2 separate regions of the Oryctolagus cuniculus genome follow, and region 1 is linked to region 2. A link is a contact called in public Micro-C data. All regions are on one chromosome and are shown on one strand. The core of a region is the stretch at or near the end of the contact, and the rest is flanking DNA. Distances in the headings are between cores, read along the strand shown.

What was found. Hi-C and Micro-C count contacts between places; a contact is called where the count stands out from the background.
Region 1: a Micro-C map of ear pinna shows a contact between it and region 2, with 1.9 times the contacts expected there. The contact joins the enhancer-like site here to the promoter of WDFY2 in region 2. A contact is called at or near these places in 2 of 6 Hi-C or Micro-C datasets (ear pinna and liver).

The regions. Positions count from the first base shown.
Region 1 is chr9:71,035,693-71,038,892 of mOryCun1.1, reverse strand. The region is part of intron 1 of WDFY2 (WD repeat and FYVE domain containing 2); the gene reads right to left. Among named protein-coding and RNA genes, the nearest start is that of WDFY2, 70 kb to the right of the region's middle. Within about 2 kb of position 1,307, at least 1 of the 8 cell types and tissues checked has an H3K27ac peak or open chromatin away from gene starts, as enhancers often do. A contact at or near this core is called in ear pinna, where this site is marked.
Region 2 is chr9:70,966,029-70,968,845 of mOryCun1.1, reverse strand. It overlaps WDFY2 (WD repeat and FYVE domain containing 2), which reads right to left and starts at 1,352. Exons shown (of 12, transcript XM_070048896.1): 1 at 1,104-1,352. The coding sequence starts at 1,162.

The sequences.
Region 1 (3,200 bases), core at 58-2,557, 70 kb before region 2:
CAGGACTGGAACTGGTGCTTATATGGGATGCTCGCACTACATGCAACGGCTTTACCCACCATGCCACAGGGCCAGCCCCTAGTTGTGTGTTTTACACTTCCCAGACTCCCTCCTTCTTGCCAGTGTTACATGAACATCCACTTTCCTTTGTATGCTTGACTCTCCTATGAAACCTTCAGGACTTACTCTGGCAAAACTCAGCTCAGCATCGCACTGTACCTTGTATAGGCCTAGGTCACAACAGGCCACACAAGCAGTCAACACTAGAGCAGGTCCACCCTCCTATGCCTGAGACATTGAATCCATTGAGGACTTTTAAGATTTTTATCTTGGAATATTTTTATCTTTTATTTTTTTAAAGTACTACCAATACTTGGATTTTCTATCATATGCATAGAGGAGGAGCTTGAAAAGGCCTTATAAATATGTAAAAGAAAGAAAAAAGTACAAGAAAGGAAAGAGAAGAAACAGACACCCATCTGCACACAATGGAGAGGAAGACCCCCTGCAGGGAGGCACTAGGAACAGCAATGCAGAAGAGCAGAGAGGCTGGACAACAGCCCTGACTGGCAGCATCAGCAATGATATCTGCTCCTCAGCCAGGGTCCCCCACAGGTAAGAGAAACCTGAGTATAAACCCTGAACTATCAGTCTAAGCATTTCAATAATATGAGAGCATTCATCTCATCACTGAGTAGGAAGAAGCTGGATGATAGCATTAGGGGAATAACACAGATTTAAATATTATACTTGGCTCCATACACAGTGGGAAGACATGGTCTGTGTGTTACTACTCAACACTGTATTCCTACGGCCTGCCACAGTGGCAGGTACGTGACAAATGCTCAATAGGGACCTAATGAAATACTAAAATAAAGGAACAGTGATTCAGAGGATGCCACTGGCTGCACTGCTTTGAATCTGCAGCCAGATTTACGGTTCTCTTCCAGGACAATCACTTTAAAAACAGCAGACCTGGGAGGAGGGGAAATGGAACGTCACTGTTTAATGGGAACAGAGTTTCTGTTGGGGCTACTGAAAAAGTTATGGACATAGATAGTGGTAATGTTTGCACAATATTGTGATTACAATTAATGCCACTGAATTGTGTACTTAAAATGGTAACTTTTGTCATATATATTTTACCACACACATAAAAACTAAACACCAGAATGTCTATCTCTCCAAAACTGCAGTCTTCATGGATTTACCAAAGAAGCAGCAATTAAAAGTTAGCTGTGGACACATCAGCCCTGGAACAGGTCAGCAAACAGCCTCTTGGCTAAAAATGTGTAAAAGGAATTCACTGGCCCACTCCAGCGCAGTAGGGTGGCAAGACACCTATTCAGCACTCAAACCAACTGGAACTTAGGGTTTGGAGGAATTAGAATTAGACGTGGTACCCTAAAGAAGAAACAAAAACAGAGTTTCTGAACCACGTGTGCATGGGTAAGATTACATAATGAAAAGAGGTATTTACAAAAGATTACTTTGGCAGCAGTGAACAACTTGGATTAGACAAGAGAAAAACCAAAGGCCGCAAGACCGGTTGAGAGCCTCCTATGGCAACCAACCTGTATGAATACAGGAGTGGCAAGAGAACAGAGAATAAAGACCTGGTATGTTTCCAAGAAAAATCAGGAGAAGGGGAAGGAGCCAAAGGAGGCTACACCTTTTCTAGTCTGGAGAAGGCATCCTGATGATGGAGCCTCATTGCAGTACACACTTCACACTCACATTTTAGAAATAAGAAGAGGCCTCATAAAATGGAATCATTTTCCCAAGAGACAAACTGGAAAATCTTACTTTCAGCAGTGCAACAAAACAGATATCCGGAAAGTTCTTCTGCATTAAAATCATCAAAATGCAAGATAAGATAAAGAATTTGTTTTTGTCATTTTTTTAAATGCTGCAAGATACTTGAAAGAAGGGAATCTGCAGATCCCCAAATCCCAAGAGTTTTTAATTCAAGTGTTAAACCTCAGGAGTTTCTGTTGAATCCTAGAGATACCAAGTACCCATTTTAACGCTACACTGGGCATGGCAAGGAAAATATGAGGTACTACAAAGCTAAAATCTATGGATAGTTTTTTCATAATACACAATTCCCATGATTTTTTTAGAAACCCTAAGTATGCATGGATTTCAAATTATTTTGCACCAGAATTAGTTCACCTTTTAATTCCATCTTCACAAATCCTTGTAAAAGATAAGGCCTAGGTCTGGACACAGATGGAAAATTTAAAAAGAGACCCTATTTGGGGCTGAGCCACTGCTCAGAATGCTCATACCCAATATTGTAGTGCCTGGGATCAAGTCCCACCTCTGCTTTAGATGCAGCTTCTGTTAACGCACCTGGGAGGCAGCCAGTGATGGACCCAAGTGCTTGGGTCCTTGCCACTCATGTGGGAGACCCAGATACTGTTTCTGGCTCCTGGCTTTGGCCTGGCTCAGACCTGGCTGTTGTGGAGATTTGGGAAGTGAGCCAGTAGATGAAGATCTCTGTCTCTGTCATTCTACCTTTCAAATAAAGAAATCTTTAAAAATAAATACATAAAAGAGACCACATTTAAAGCTGGATCCACAAAGAGTACACCTTTAGTGTTAAGGGAGAATGAGAAATAAATTCTCCCGTGCACAAAGGGAGCAGCAAGGAAATTTGGGTACAAAAGTAAAAAAACAAGACTCAAGCTATCACAGGCCACATACAACAGTCTTCTTTGGCAGCACTGAAGAGATTATGAATAGCGAAATAGTGTATACTCATTCAGTAAGTTCTGAAAATGGACAATCTTGGATAATCTGTTATGTTTTAAAAAGTTTGAACAGTTGAGACTGTTATAATATGCCCAACTATTAAAAAACTGGTATATAGTATCAGAATAATTTTGCTTGGAAACTATTTTAAAGTTCCCATGGCAAATATTCTTGATATAAATATGATAGTATATGTCAATGATGAAGGAGACAAGAACATATGGGCTTCTTTAAAGTTGTTATAGTGGATGAAAATGCCTATTTTTGCATTGCTTAAATGCATTTCAGTAGAAGACTAAATCCTTCTCTACTGGAGAACACTAAATGGCCTAAAATAATTCAGATTCCATACTAAATAATCTACATTATTTCCAGCACCCATTGACTATTCTGCTTTAGACAAAGAGACAAGTATTGAGTTTTTAGGTGGAAGCATAAAAGCC
Region 2 (2,817 bases), core at 103-2,602:
CGAGGGCGCCACCCGGCCCCAGGCGTGGCAGAAGCGCACACCGCCGTCGGAGCTTAGCCTCCCCGGGCCGCACAGCGGCGGCGGCAGCGTCGCACAGCTGGACACCAGCACCACTTGGATGCGCATTATAATAAACTCAGGGGAGCACGTCCACATTCGCGCGGTACGGCCCCCAGACGCTGGCTCGGAAACCTCCAGTCCGGCCAGGCCGGCATCTCCTCGCGGCCAAGGGGCAGCAGTCCGTACCTGTCCTCCGAGACGCTGATGACGCCCTCCTCCTTGGGCACGATCACGGCCATATTCACCACCTCCTGGGACCCCTCCACCCGCTGCAGCAGGATCGGCTTGCGGGTCAGCGGCTTGGGCTGGATCTCCGCCGCCATCGGAGGAGGGGGCGCGCCGCGGACGCCGCCGCCAACCGCGCCGCGGGGCCGGGCTGAGGGGACCGCTCGGGCAAGGATACAGACAGAGACAGGGAGTCTCGCTGGCCGGATAGGGACGCCGGGGCCCGGCGATCATAGCCTGGCCGCCTCTCTTGGGAACGACTCCGCGCTCCCGGCCTCAGGCACCAAAACCGCCACAACCGGGGTTGCAACCCGGCGCCACCACTAGAGGAGGGGGCGGAGAGCTGGGGGGCGGGGCCGGGGGCGGGGCCTTCCACAGGGGGTGGCCGCTGGTGGGCGCGAGGGCGGCTCCACTTCCGGAAGGGCGGTGAAAGAGGCGGGGAAACCTGAAAGGAGGCGGGGCTCCGGGGGACCCAATGCGCGTGCGCCAAACCACGACCCCACCAGCCCATTTCCGCCCCGCCCTTCGGCGGCTCATGGTGCGCTGCAGCACCACCAGGACGCATGCGCCCTACGTTCCCTACGGTCTCCTGCCTTATCTTCCTCGTCCTGAGTTTATACCCCTCCTTTTTTAATCTCCCGTGAACGCGCGTGTACACACCCCCGGGAACGCGCTTTCCAGGGTTCCGCCTTCTCCAAAGCCCCTAAAGGGGCGGAGAGGGGGCGGGGAAAAACGCGCCTCAGCAAGACCGGAAAGAGCCGGCAGGAGGGAAAGCAGCCAAACTACTTGAGACAGGACTGGGCATGCGTGCGTATTACCTGGCGCAGAGTCCTGAACAATGAAGCGAGGCAAGAGGGCAGTTTACTGCTCCCAACATGCACCGGGCCCAGGCCGCTGGGTTGCAGCCTGTGGCCTCCTGGGAGTTGTAGTTCCGCGTAGCCTCTTCTCCTTGTCCTGGAATGACCTATCGCCCACTTGACAGCGCTCTGGGTCTGGGGAACTCGGAGGCCTCTGGGGCCCAAGGCCAAGAGAGCCCGGAGCGGCCTCTAAGACGGGGAATTGCGAGGCAGCCTCCTGCTGAGCAGGGCGTCACTCCCTGGGACGGGCTATTACCAAGTATATTGGCTTGGCTTATGCGTGGTGGGAGGGCAGAGAATCTCTTCATGAAGTCATCTTTGAGGGAGCTTAGCGGTATTCTGTATTGTCAAACTCCTCATTCTCTTAAATAGGTAAGTTACTAAACCACAGTTACTTTAACCCTATGTTAAGGATAAACACGACCCACTCCCCAAGACCTGAACCCAGGCCCCGCCTGCTGGGGTGTTTCCTTTCTGCAGTAATACGGCGTTTTACGCTTGCCTGAGATGGTGGACAGTTACTGTGGTTGTTGAATGGATATTAGGTGCACGCACAAGGCCTGCCCTGTGGGGCCATTCAGTATGTGATAATCCCCACTGGGCTCTTCAGGAGTTAAATTAACTGAGGAGTGGTCGTGGTCTGTGTGATGTCATCAGGCTGGCAGAGCTCTGGAAGCCAGAAAATAATATGCCAAGAGCTGGGCGAAGAGTGGCACAGGCCTTATGGGATGAATTTCTAAGGGAGGATTGTGGCAACCAAGGCTATATGGTGCAAAGGCCCTGTCTCAAAGCACACAAGGCAACTCTTCACCATTGCCCCTTTTTGCAGAAATTTTCAAAAAAGACCTCCAAAAGGAGATTCTGGTAGTTTACAGCTATAGGAGATAAAGCAAGGTATTCCATCTCTAAAGCGGGGTTATGAGAACACCTGGGTGGTAGTTGTGAGGCTTACAAGTGACTTGAGTGCCTTCATGTGCATTAAGCCCTCTCTGCACACTGGTGGCAACACAGTTATGAGCCAGACCCCTTCCCCCTGGAGAGCGTCTTTTCACCACGGAGGAGGTGTGAACAAGGTTGCGACTACCCCTGCTCTTATGAGAAAAACGTCCTGGGCACAGAATCAACAACCCTGACTCTCACCTTCAGTTCTAAAGAACAGAATCTCCATCCTGTAATTCATCCAAGAAATATTTAGTAACTGCTCAATAGTAGGTGATGGGAATGAAGATTTGAACACAGACCTCTCAATTCTCAAAGATCTCACAGATCACTAGAGAAAGGAAAGGGAGCAGGCCATGACAGGACAATGATGATGGCAAGAGCTGTGATTGGGGCATAAGTATGTAACCTGACTTGCAATAGGGAAGATTGTGCAGAAAAAGCTACCCTGAGCAGGTTTAGTCTATATGGATTCTCAAACAGTGCTCAAAAGCAAGTAAGTTACTTGGGATCAGAGTGTGTTGGAGGAATGGGGGAGTAAAAGCCAGGTGGCAGCCCTCGCATGGTTGTTTGGGAATGAAAGAAATTCAGTATAGCTACAGAAACCTAGTGAGGCTAACAGCAGAGCTAAAAAAAAGATGAAGACATACAGGACCTGAGTATGGACCGTGGCCTGATGTGCCTTGTCCTTGTTAGGAAGGAATGCATTCCGGGCACCTGCCATGCCATCCTCAGG